Linked DNA regions of Rattus norvegicus: all the other regions are linked to region 1. A link is a contact called in public Hi-C data. All regions are on one chromosome and are shown on one strand. Each heading gives the region's core, a stretch centred on a gene start, on an enhancer-like site or on the middle of the called end of the contact. The rest is flanking DNA. Distances are from core to core; before and after follow the strand shown. Region 1 holds the start of Nr1h4 (nuclear receptor subfamily 1, group H, member 4). Region 2 has its middle 36 kb from the start of Nr1h4. Region 3 overlaps Nr1h4 (nuclear receptor subfamily 1, group H, member 4).

Evidence for each region. Hi-C and Micro-C count contacts between places; a contact is called where the count stands out from the background.
Region 2: a contact with region 1 is called in a Hi-C map of liver, with 3 times the contacts expected there. The contact joins the enhancer-like site here to the promoter of Nr1h4 in region 1. A contact is called at or near these places in 3 of 12 Hi-C or Micro-C datasets (kidney and liver).
Region 3: a contact with region 1 is called in a Hi-C map of kidney, with 4 times the contacts expected there. The contact joins the enhancer-like site here to the promoter of Nr1h4 in region 1. A contact is called at or near these places in 2 of 12 Hi-C or Micro-C datasets (kidney and liver).

The regions. Positions count from the first base shown.
Region 1 is chr7:25,827,588-25,831,875 of GRCr8, forward strand. Nr1h4 (nuclear receptor subfamily 1, group H, member 4) reads right to left here and starts at 1,802. Exons shown (of 10, transcript NM_021745.1): 1 at 1,700-1,802.
Region 2 is chr7:25,863,208-25,867,416 of GRCr8, forward strand. No RefSeq gene overlaps it. Among named protein-coding and RNA genes, the nearest start is that of Nr1h4, 36 kb to the left of the region's middle. Within about 2 kb of position 1,679, at least 1 of the 93 cell types and tissues checked has an H3K27ac peak or open chromatin away from gene starts, as enhancers often do. A contact at or near this core is called in liver, where this site is marked.
Region 3 is chr7:25,787,025-25,791,392 of GRCr8, forward strand. The region is part of intron 2 of Nr1h4 (nuclear receptor subfamily 1, group H, member 4); the gene reads right to left. Among named protein-coding and RNA genes, the nearest start is that of Nr1h4, 40 kb to the right of the region's middle. Within about 2 kb of position 2,872, at least 5 of the 93 cell types and tissues checked have an H3K27ac peak or open chromatin away from gene starts, as enhancers often do. A contact at or near this core is called in kidney and liver, where this site is marked.

The sequences.
Region 1 (4,288 bases), core at 552-3,051:
ATGGAACTAAAGTTAGTTTCGCCTCTTTCTCTCTGTTTCTCTGTCTCTCTGCCTCTGTCTCTCTCTGCCTCTCTTTCTCTGTCTCTGTCTTTCTCTGTCTCTGTCTCTCTATCTCTGTCTTTCTCTGTCTCTGTCTCTCTATCTCTCTCTGTCTCTGTCTCTCTGTCTCTGTCTCTCTATCTCTCTTTCTCTGTCTCTGTCTCCCTATCTCTCTCTGTCTCTGTCTCTCTATCTCTGTCTCTCTCTGTCTCTCTCTGTCTCTCACTCTCTCTCTCTCTCACACACACACACACATACACACACACACACACACACACACACACACACACCCCTTCTCTTTTCCTTACAGGGTCCTTGGGCCTTATAACTGCTACATATCCTGTACAGTTTGCCCTAATCTTGGAGTCAAGCCAAGGATGGTACCATGTTCTTTCTCCCTCTGCAAGAGAACTGTGTGTGTGAAACACTGCTTGAGATATTGCAAAAGGGTGTCTGGAGACAAAGCTCCGTCCTGTCTAGAACTTCATCCATGAATTGGGAGTTACATCAGTACTGTTGCAACATGGTCAGCAAAACAGAAGTGTCCAGGGTGCAAATGGCACAGGTCCACCATTTGGGGGGGGGCGAGGAAGGGACTCAGAGGTGAACATTATCTATCGTTTTAGAAAACCAAAGCCATGAGCACAAGACAGCTTCCCGACTATCTTTTAAGGGAAAAGAGCACACACACACACACACACACACACACACACACACACACACACACACACGTGCACATGCCACTTTATGAAGGTGTGGTTGACATAAAAAAGGTATTCAGTCATCATCATAATCTACACCATAAACCGATTCATCTTCCCTTCCTCATTTTCTTATCAACTTGAGGTTAATGATTCCCAGCCCAGTCTGTCTTCAGCATGGCTACAGTGTCTCTAAGAGGACATCAATGACAACATTGGATCTCCAGAGCACAGGTGGGACTTGCTCACACTAAGAATCTGAAGCAAGTCATCAGTTATCCCCGAGGCCCTCCTTTCTAAATAAAAGCCCCATTAGGAGGAATTACCCAAGTTCCTCACCTGCCTGTGTCACTGTAGCAGTGAGCAGACAAGCAGGCCTTACCTATGGCTTTCCCACAGGGGTGCTTTAATAATGAAGTTCTTCCTCAGGATTTTTCTCTTTTTAATATTTCTCTGATTAGAAGGCAGGAGGCAATGGGCAAGAGTATGGCTGAAGCTTAAAGAGAAGGCACTTTGAAGCTACTCAGCTAAGGAAAATCTTAATGCCTCTCAAGCATGGGCTCCGTAGTCGTTTCTTCAATCCATGGTCACCTGACAAAGGGACCCGGAAATTTGGCAACATGCCAAAAGGCAGCTCACAGCATACATCAGATTTTCTGTAGAATCAGTGTTGAGCCCTCCCTTTTTTTAACCCACTATTTGCAGCGCTGCCCTCTGGGGGACCAGAATTTGGCAGGGATGCTTATCAAGTATTGTTCAATAAGAAAGCAGCTTGGCCTCTCATCTTTAGAGTCGCCTTCTCTACTGGTGCCTCAGCACTTTTTTTTTACATCAATCTGCTAAGTCTGAAGTTCGTTCATTGACTAAAATCGCAGGTGTCTAAGAGCAGCGCGCGAGCAATGTTCTTTCTCTGCTACCTTGAGAGACACATTCCCACTGCCAGATGACTGAGTACTTACTTGGATTGTTTTGGGTCAGAGACGTCCAAGGCCCTGAGAGGATTCGGAGCCCAGGTCTCCTTTCCAAAGCCCAGCACTTTCGCTGTAGACGCTCAGAACTCAGTTCTGCTCTGGGGTGAGATGAGGAGACAGAGGGCTGAGGAGGAGGAGGAGGAGGAGGAGGAGGAGGAGGAGGAGGAGGAGGAGGAGGAGGAGGAGGAGGAGGAGGAGGAGGAGGGACTGGAGTAGAAGCCTGGGTGACCACAGGCGGCCTTCCGGCATAAACTACAACATCTCTCTCTTGGCTCTCTGCCTCATGGACACAGATTAGTCATTAACAGTCCTTCCCTGATAAATGATGTAAACACAGAAAGGAATCTCAGAGAGCCTTGGAATTGCCAGCATAATCCAGAGACAGGGAAAGTGACAGGCGCCTGTGTCCCACGGCTCACCTTGCATATCAGGTCTGCTGGCTGTTTTGTAGGATCTTGGGAGCCCAGATTTCTGCCTCACTCGGCAGTTTCTTTTCAGAGTTCCGTTTCTTTCCAGAAATGAAAACTAGAAGGATGAACCACCTTGAGCCTTCACTCTCCCAGAATTCTTCCATCAAGGCTGTAAAGATGCCTAAGGATTCCATCTTGGAATGCTTCCTTATTCTGAGTCGCCCTGATCCTCTGCTAAGTCGGGCCTACCACAGCTTCCTGTCTGAAAAACAATGGTAGTCTTTTGCTTCCTTCTTGCCTCATTTTTCAGTCTTCTCATCGTGTTGAGCACGAGCATTGAGCATGTGGCTTCCCTGAGATTGGGTTTCTTCATGTAGAACTGATACACTTAGAGGAGCTGAGGGGATGTGTTGACAATTACACGAGTGGTTAAAAGGCTTGTTATGTGCCTAGTATATAGCAACTGTTTAATAACTTTGTGCCATTTTTCTCTTCTTTATTACTTACAGAAAGCATTCTACCTGTCGTGTGCCCCGAAACATAGTAGGTGTCCTAATATGAACTCCCAGTAGATTCTATCACCTGAAAAGTAAACACAGCGTGTCAGACATTTGTAAACACCTTGATCCCCAGTCACCTATTCCTAACCCAGTTTTCTAGAATTTTCTCACATGCTGCATCGCAGAGATCCCAACTTCTGCCCACCTAGAGCAAGCTTCTGTCTCCACGTGTTAAACCAAGATTTTCCCAGTCGATGCTTGAATTAATTACCCTCTTTGCATAGCCACATATCATCCAGACACACTCTCTACCTGTCCCCACTCTGTCCACCCGAATCCCCTGAGTCTTGGTCTGCACTTCTTACTGCCCTGAATGCTTTCAGCCTTACGCTTTGCAGTTTCTGCTCTATGAAAGCAAATTTTCAAGAAGGAAGACATGGGAACAGGCGTGCTGATAGTGATCCCTCGTCTACCATGAGGCCTCTCCACGGAGCACTGCATCAGCACTTGTAATGCAGTCAGCCAAGGAGGTGAAACTAGCGACTTTTCAAAGTGGCGCAACCCCACATGTGCATCTGCATGTGTTTGTGAGCGTGTGCAAGTGCGCCTCGGTGTGACTACGTATCTCTGTATATGTACCCTTGTGTGTCTCTGTGTGTGCACTTGTGTCTCTGTGTGTACTTGTGTTTCTCTGTACTTTTCAACCACTTGTACAACTGTCTGTCAACCCATCCCCTCAGCACCTCTAGATGTGTGCCTGTGTGTCTCTCTGTGCATACGTGTGTGTCTCTGTGTGTATGTGTGTGCCTGTGTGTGTGTGTTTCTCTGTGTGTGTCCTGGTATAAAGTCTGTTTAATGGGAGGTCTACATTCAATTCTATTAGAAATGTTACTTCATGCTTCTGTTTTGCACAGGTAGGTCTTATCCCATCATCACCACCACCACCACCACCCTCTTTGGTGCCTTCTTGGTGTCCTACAGTTTACTCCTTTGACTGCCAATTCTCCTTTGTTTGGAGAAACACTGTGTCAACACTTCCCGCACTCTTCAGCTCTGATCTGCACCAGCAACTCAAGCCCAGTTCTTCTTGGTGGAGAAATGTCTGCAATGCGGTTTTGTTCTCTAGCATTAGTGAAGGTGATTTGCACCAACCATTTGGGTTTAATTCCCAGCTCTGCCATTCATGAGCTAGGTGACCTTAAGGCTTGGGCTTTTGCTTTAAAGCTCCTGGCTTTGGTCTCGGTTCCTCATTTGTAAGATGAAGATATAATTCTATGTATTCCATGGAGGGATTTTTAAATAGTGTATGCAGAGTGTGGGTATCACCGGTAGTGTCTGTTCTAAGAAGGTTCTATGCAAGGAGTAGCTTGCTAGAATTTTCTCTGGAAGTCTTTTTCCAAAAGGACCACACACTCCCCTAGGGATACAAGGGTTTCCTCCTCCTTTGGATTATTGTTTCTGTACAAAGTACCACTGGCTACTACATACCTGCTCTCTCAAAAATTTCAACAACTATGTGTTTCAACTTCATACCATTAAATGAATCTAAGAAAAATCTTTGTCTTGGGGTTTTATTGCTGGGAAGAGACACCATGACCAAGGCAACTCTTATAAAACAAAACATTGAATTGGGGCTGGCTTACAGTTATAGAGGTTCAGTCTATGAT
Region 2 (4,209 bases), core at 429-2,928, 35 kb after region 1:
TTCACTAATGATTAACCTGGCATAGATCTACGTATTTTTCTCAAATGTCTCTGAGAACATCTCTTTCATTTAGTCATACCAACACTCATTTACTAAGAACCTACTAAGTGCCTCGGCCAGTAGTATTCCAAACAAAGCCACTGTTCCCATGGAAGTCCCATTTATTGCCTCAGAATCAGGGCAGAAGAATAATTGATATTTCACAGCAAAAGAAATGAAGGTTCAGAGAGTCCAAGGGCTCTATTGACCATAGTCTCAAGAATGGCCCAAGCAGAGGGCCTAAAGGAATCAGATTCTGATTTTTGTTCTTTAAAGACTATGCCTTTTAATGGACTGTTTTTGATAAACTGCTTTGTAGTGTTTCAATGTCTTCTCTGACCATGAACTACTTGTTAATATATTACATATATTGGGAAAATTCTGGAACCCTCCATTCCCTTGTGGCCTTGTGCTTAGTGGATTCAGTCCAGGAAGAGAGATGGACCCCTTTCAAGAATGGGGCCCTCCAGTCCCTTAGCAAATTTTATCCAAATTCCACCGCTGCCTTCTACCAGCATGGCTACCACCTGATTTTAACTGCGAGCGCTCATTTCTGAAGACTGTGCCCTGCCCTTCCTTCCTTCCCACCCTCACTCAGCCAGGGGATCTTTTCAGTAGTAATCTGGATTCTATTATTTATCTTCCCAACCCTGTCTGAGGCTTCCTCGGTTGCCTGGAGGAAGTAGTGTCTTTCTGTACAGCGCCACCCACAGCCTTGCTTTGACCTCAGCTCACCACCCACCACTCTCCCCTCTGTGCTTAGGTTTCTAGTAAGAGCGCTCTGCTTGGTGTCTCTCACCTTCAAAGAGTGTTTCTACCTCAGAGCCTTCGCCTTTCTCCTTTCTACATCAAAAATGTCATCCAGGGCGTCTACATCTCCTCTAAGCTTTTGTGCCAGGGTTGCCATCCATGACCACCGATCTTGAACTTGCCTCTGGGTGTTTCCAAGCCCCCTTTACTTGTTCTACATTTTTCTCACCACACTCACCACCCTTAAAAAATGAACATTACGTTTTACTGTCTTTATTTCTCCGCAAATGCAAGAATTTCTTTTCCTTTAAATATGTGTGCTTTCAAATACTCCAGAAGCTCGAGGGCTATACCTGCTATTCCTAGACAGCACCCACTGAATATGCTGTCATCATCAATCATTGGTGAATGCCAAGGGACAGGAATGACGAGGCCTTGGAGACGGTTTCCCACTTGGATGCACCGTCGTTTAGAGAAAAGCCAATGACTTTCATAGTCAAGGATGATTAAGATTTGACTCCCAGGTCTTCTGCCAAATGTGTGCGTCCTTGAGGAAATTATTTAACCTCCATGTGTCTTCATCTCTCGTCAAAGGAAAGATCATACCTGTCTCAGCATGTTGCAGTAGTGACAGGGATGACACAAGGGTCAAAGGTCGGCTTTGAACTGAGAACAGTTAGTATTTCTCTCAAACCAGAAATTTCTGCTTACCTCAGCCAGACTTTATTTAGTACAAGTTTTGAGTCTGCTCTTTTGTTCCCTGGTCTCTGGTCAGAGAGACTACCACGAAAAGGGGGCTGATGGAACCTCGGGCCTCCCAAGACATTGCTTCACCCTTCCCAATAGATTAACTAATCTATAGCTACCCGCTACTGGGCCTTTCGAAAGTCAACAGATAATAACAGGAGATAAATAAAACCTTTGCCACTCTCTGCTGCCTCAGTTTAATACAGGAGCTGCCAACATGAATTGCATCAGGAACCTTTGAACAGCCCAGCAAATGGTATGTACTGATAAACATTTGTTTCCAATGAAGCTCCTCTTCCTGGAATTTCTCAGTAATTACCCAAATCCCCCAAGACCCTCTTAGATGGAAATTTGGAGCAGTTGACCCCAAGCATCTCCTCACCAAGCATCCCCCTTGTTTCCCCCATAGTCTCCCTCCCATAAATCCTAGGCTTTCAGCCCTTTTTTTTTCCCCTACCAAAATATATTGATGCATTACATAATTGTTTCTGTGTTTTTTGAAATGGATCTAACTGACAAGCCTGGTCAAAGGCCTATCTATGCTCATGAGAACTTTTGATCAGCCTGGATGCGACTCATGGTACAAGGCGTATTTCCAGCCAAACACAAAGAAATCTGGTGGTTTTAGATAGGCTGAGCCAGCCCACTTGGTGTAGAAACATGTTCGCTCGCTCATGTTACATATATTTAATGAATGCCGATCAATCTGTCAGGCACAATTTTGTGCCACAGATGTAGCAATCAAAGGGACACACAAACGATCCCCTCCACCCCCGGGCTCTGCATGGAAAAGACGGGATTCACACTGGAAGGCCCTGAATGGAACCCAACCATTTGCTTGAGCAGCAGATAGAAGCCCAGTGAGGCAGACACACAGGAGACATCTAAAGAAACAAACTGAAGACGGTTTGAGGGTATATTGAGGACCAGCTTTTTATGGGAAAAATGAACCATGACCCACTCTGTGTGTGTGTGTGTGTGTGTGTGTGTGTGTGTGTGTGTGTGTGTGAGAGAGAGAGAGAGAGAGAGAGAGAGAGAGAGAGAGAGGATGTGTGTATGCACAGTGTATGTGTAGTCTGCACAATCATGTTGACACATACCCATGTATTCACATGCCACACAGAAGCCAGAACAAGGCATCAGTGTCTTCTTGTACCACTCTGTCTTACTGCCTTGAGGCAAAGTCTTTTACTGAACCAAGAGCTCTCTGTTTCAGATAACCTAACTGTCCTACAAGCTCTCAGGATCTAATTCTCAGTATCCATCTGCCTCAGCCCATGTCCAACCAACACTGAGGTTACGGGCATGCACAGCCACACGTGGCATTTTATGGGAGCTCTGGGGATTCAAACTCATTACACTTGCAAAGCAAGAACCCTTACCCACTGAGCCATCCCCCCAGCCCCCATAATCTTCTATTTTAATAACATCCCATTAATTGCGGGGAGCCAATGAGACGTTTCTACCATTTGAAACATTGAAAAAGCCCCATGAAACAAGAGTCAAAAGTTTCCTTAAAGAGGCAGGATATAGGCATTGTTTCGAATGTCCAAAAAGTAGAAATAAACCCAATTCCTATCAACTGATGCATAAAAATAATGCACAGTGTATTCATATAGTGAAATACTGTTCCTTTGGAAATGGCTGTAGTATATAGATGAACCTCAAAGCCATGCTAAGTGAAAAAAGCCATACACAAAAGGCCGTACTTTATTGAAGGCTAATTATATGAAGTGGCCACAATGGGCAAACCCATAGGTACAGGAAGTAGGTAGGGAAGGGAAGGATGACTATTAATGAGTACAGTGTTTCTTTCTGTAATGATTGAAAGTCACAAGGACACCACAAAAGGACACACAGAGTCAACTAACCTGAAACCATGGGGGCTCAACAGAGCCTGGGCCACTAACCAGGGATCGTGCAGGAGCTGGACCTAGACCCCTACACATTTATACACATGTGCAGCTTTGTTTTCATGTGGTTCCCCTCACAAGTAGAATGGGAGCCGTCTCAGTCTCTGTTTCCTGCCAATGGAACGAACTACTTCCCCTACCTGGACTGCCTGGTTAGGCCTCAGTGGGAGAGGGGGTACCTAGTCCTGCTGGGACTCGATGTCATGGGGGGAGGTGGTACCCAAGGAGGGGCTCTCTTTCTCTGAGGAAGGGGAGGGAGCAATGGGGGGGTTGTAAGTGTGAGATTGGGAGGAGAGGAATGAGTGGGGGCTGTGATCTGGATGTAAAGTGAATAAGAAAATAAATTTTAAAAAAATCACACAGTCAATGTGTGTAATTTATATCCCATTTGTTGCTATCGTTTCGGATCTCTTGTTTATCTTGAACTTGCCTCTGGGTGTTTCCAAGCCCCCTTTACTTGTTCTACATTTTTCTCACCACACTCACCAGTTTGAGTTCATTGTTTATTGATTTCTTTTATGGGTATAATTGTTTACCTGCATGTATCCGCACCACATGTGTGCTTGGTGCCTGAAGAGATTAGAGGAGGGTGTGGGGTCTGCTGGAACTGGAGTTATGGTTGTAAACTTCCGTGTGTGCTGGGAATCAAACCCGGACCCTTTGTAAGAACAGTGCTCTAAAGCTCTGGGTCATCTCTCCAGTCTCTTCAGACCAAGTCACCTCTTGGTCTTTTGTTTATTTGTACGGGTATTTTTTTGGT
Region 3 (4,368 bases), core at 1,622-4,121, 39 kb before region 1:
TGGGGGGCAGGGAGGGGGGAGAGGGAAATCAGTGCATCTGACTAACAAGAAGATTTTAGTAATGCCATTTTGTTTTATGAGTACAAAAAAGAAGAACAGAGTGTAAAATTATTGTAGATAAAATGTAAGCAAAACCCCAATCCCTTTCATAATCATATAATATGACTATAAATCCAGAAGCAAATAAAAATGTAAAGAACTGAAAAGTTACAACATTGGTTTCCCATTTTTCCTAGATTCTGCCTTCTAGCATGTTCTCTCGAGTCCCCCTCCACCCTGAGCCCTGCTTCCTATTATCACAAGGTCAAAGACCCAATTAGCGCCAGAATCTGAACTCCATAGAATCCAGGGAAATGGTTAACGTTTCCTCCTCACGTGACAGATGGACATCTCTGAAGATAACTTCAGGAAAGCAAATATCTCCATAATCAAGGAAAACAAAACAGAGCCCCAACTCAGGTCAGTTTATGGCATCAACATCATATGTATCCCTGGATGCAATTAAAATAAAACACAGGGTGGGTTAGGAGATGGCCTAGGCAGTCAAGGACCTGCCACACACGGGTGAAGACCTCCATTCCTCAGAACCATGTCAAAAAGCCAGGATAACTCCATGGTTCTTCTTGATTCTGGGTTGCTAGTAAGCCCAGGTAAGAACTCAGAGACAAGAAGGAGCCTGAGGCTCACTGGCCAGACGGCCTACTTGACAAACACGGAGCCAGTGAGAGACCTTATCACAAGAAAACCCTGAAGAACCAAGCAGAACCAGTGACAGTACCTAAAACACCTGAGGTTGACCTCTGGCCTCCACAGGCACTCAAGCTTGTGCACACTCGTGGGCACACACACACACACACACACACACACACACACATGCATACACATACACACACATACACACACGCACACACGTATACCTTTTCCAAGGCTATCAGTGATTTTATGCTCAAAAAGTAAAACATTGCAAAACATGGGAATAGTATGCAGCGATACAAACTAACGCTCAAGTAATAGCCACGTCTAGCATTTCACAGGTCCTCCCATAACCACAGAGCACAGCGGTAAGTATCCAGACAATATAAAAATGAAGAAACAGTACAGCCGACATTTTCTAAATGGTTGGACCAGAGCAACTTCTCCTACATAACTGACTATGAGTCTTAACTCCCTGCACTTGATCTGTTACAATTTCTGTGGACCATAATTCTTAGCTTAAAGCACAGTTGTTGAGAAAGAGGGTTGACTCTGAAGATCTTAGAAAATTCGTGATGTTAGTAACAACCAATTGACAATCACTCTCACAGACAGTCTGTTCTAATGACATCGGCTTTGCGACATGCATTTCGTCATATATGACGGACACTTGCTGTCTGGCACACATTGAACACATGATGAACAAGACAGAAAATGCTCAGCCTTCCTTCTGTTTCTCTTGGGGGGGGCAGAGATGTCAAAGACAGGGCAAAAGCAACCTGAGACTCTAAAAGTCTCAAGGACTTAGACAGGTAGGAGTAAGACGTAAATCTCAGCAAAGACATTCTGCCCAGCAGTAGATTTTTATGTGCTAGAGAGGTGTGGAGGGGGTTGAAATGGATCAGCTGTAATTTAGAGCACTGGAGTTTAGATCCTTTGGATGAGAAACTCCAGGAGAGTTTAGGAAATGCTCTCCCAGAAAGCCAACTTCTGGATAGAAGCCTCTGCCTTTTCATAGACTGCCATCCTGAGGAACTTTCTGAGTTGAAAGGAGGGTCTCATACTTACAATATGACGGCCATTAGCCACGTGAGGATATTGGATGCGGTTAGTAAAACTCTAAGAAAAAATGTTTTAGATGTATTTAATCTTCAGTAATTAAAAATCTTAATTACATAATCATAAATGGCTAATGACCGTCATATTCAACAGGACAGCTCTAGGGAGTTTATGAACAGAAAATAGGTTCACGTGTTCATGGTGACATTTGCCGCACTGTAGTTAGGTTGGTATCTGGAGCAAAGTCTCCTCGCCCCCTGGTTTTGTTGTTGTTGTTGTTGTTGTTGTTTTGTCTTGTTGTTTTAATTTACCTCCGATGCAGTTCTAAGCCCAGCAAATGTTCAATGCGTATCTGTGGAACTGAATGGAGCGGGAACTTGGCTTTAACACATACTTTGTTTTCTAAGCCATGGCTTCTTAGCCAAAGGACATGGCTTCATTTGTGAGGCTGTTTGCCATTCCCTGTGCCAGGTCTTGGGACATAGGTGTTCCTCCCGACTGTGTCAGCTGATGACCTCCTTCATGAGGCCTGTCCCAGTTCCCCCAGGTAGAACTAATCTCTCCTAACCTCTGTACACACTTCTAATATAGCACTTATCAGAAACATGAATAATTAGCCGGATTTGCTCACGACCTTTATCTTCCACACTGAACTCGAGGTGGTAATGAGAAACCGGTCTGTACTGCACAGACCAGGAGACAGATCTGGACTCAGTTCACCCGCAAATTGCTAAACTTATGGACGTGGGGATGACATTGAACTTCTTATAGCCTCTGTTTCTGCCTCCATAAAGCTGGAGTAGTGAGCCAGTAAGGTCAGAGGCTGTAAGGAAGGACTAAGGCAGGGAATGTAAATTGCGTCCTGCACACAGAGCAAACATTCGGTACACCCTGCTTTGTGGCTGTTGTGGTTAGTCGGTGAACCCTCTGAGGGAAACATTAGACTATAGTCCCTCTTCTACCATTTCTGGCTCTGGACACAGAGCCTGGCGCATGCTAAACATTAAATAAGTGTGCGTTAACTAGAAGGGGGTAGAAAATTCGCTTCCCGAGCCATGTCAGTAATTTCCATTTCTAAATACAGTGTCAGCCACTTTGCGACACCACTCTTAAGTAAGATGGATTGCTGCCAAGCCTGTGACCAAAAGTAAGCACGCTGTGGAAGTTACTGGGGAAATGATTAGCATTTAATTCTTGGTGGAAGTTTAGAAAGATGGGTCTATGCTTTGAGGAAAATAACACTGTCTTTTTGTGGTAAAATATATTTTAACTCAGAGAAAAATAAGTATCCTCAGTGTAAATCTCAATTTTTATCTGTCTTACTTACTAGAAAACACTGGAAGAAGCATGGGACAAAACTAGTCCACTGAATCTCTATTTCTCCCTTTTTTTCGGGTTATTACTTTTTACCACATGCTATAGTCTGCATTGCAGTTTTCATCATGACCCTTGCACATACGCATGGTGACTGAATCCAAACTCCACAAAACAAATCTACCTTTACTTCTGGGTAGGTGCATTGATGTTTTCTTGATTCTACTCCTGTTTTTAATGTTGATCCCAAGACACCGGACAAGTGTCAGAATTCAGTGACACGGAGGCTCGGCATATTAAAGACGCAGTATTGAGCAGCACACTTTAACTTTCTTCAAGTGTCCACGGACATCCACGTTAACATTTGACTGACTTGAAGGAATAGCACCAGGTTGGCCTACTATCCCTATAATATACTCACGTATCTAGAACTACAGAAACCAACCCCTCACATCTCCAGTCTTCTCGGCTTGCCTGGGTCTCCCTTGGACAGAGAGTGACGGTTTTGACCTCTAACTAAATACCCCTGTATTTCCCCAACGTGGTAGGAAAGCCCACACAAGGACAAGGGGCAGAGCGGCCTACCTTTAGCCGGCTTCGAACTCATCCTGTCGGACGCGAATCCTGACAGCCGGTGGCTGTGTTGAAGGCTAATCTGAATTGGATTTTCTAAACCCTGAAACTGCATCACCATCCTTAGCTTCCTCACGGCAACTGAGAAGGAGCCGAGGTAAGAAGTGACAGGGGCCAGAGGTTGGTGTGGTTTACTGATTAACTCCATTGCTGAGCGGAATATTTGTAAATGTTTATGAGAAAAGTCCTCAATGCCAAATTGCCTAGTAAGCTGGAAACTGGTGTCTTAGATAAACATTTTGGGGAGATCTCTCCCAGCCTAAGAACTTTTAGAGGGTAAATTTCTGCTCACTGCCTCTAAGACTGGTTAGAGGTCAAACGCCACGCTGATGGATCTTTCTTTAGTAACCAATATGCATTTGTAATGGCATGAGAAGCCTACTATGGACCTGGAAAAATGGGTTTGTATCTAAGTAATATGTGAAGAATGGTCCTGTCCACATTCCAGTTCATATGTTGAGATCCTATCCCCGAGGACCTTACAGTGCGACCTTATTTAGAGATTCCACTATGGCTCATGTCCTTGTGAAGGGGGCAGGGAAGGGACACATCCTGTGGATGGAAAATGAAGCAAAAAGACAAAACATGGCTTTGATAACCCAAACAGAAAGATCTAGAAGGATTCCTTCCCAGGAGTCCCAGGAGGATCAAACCCTACTGACACCCTGA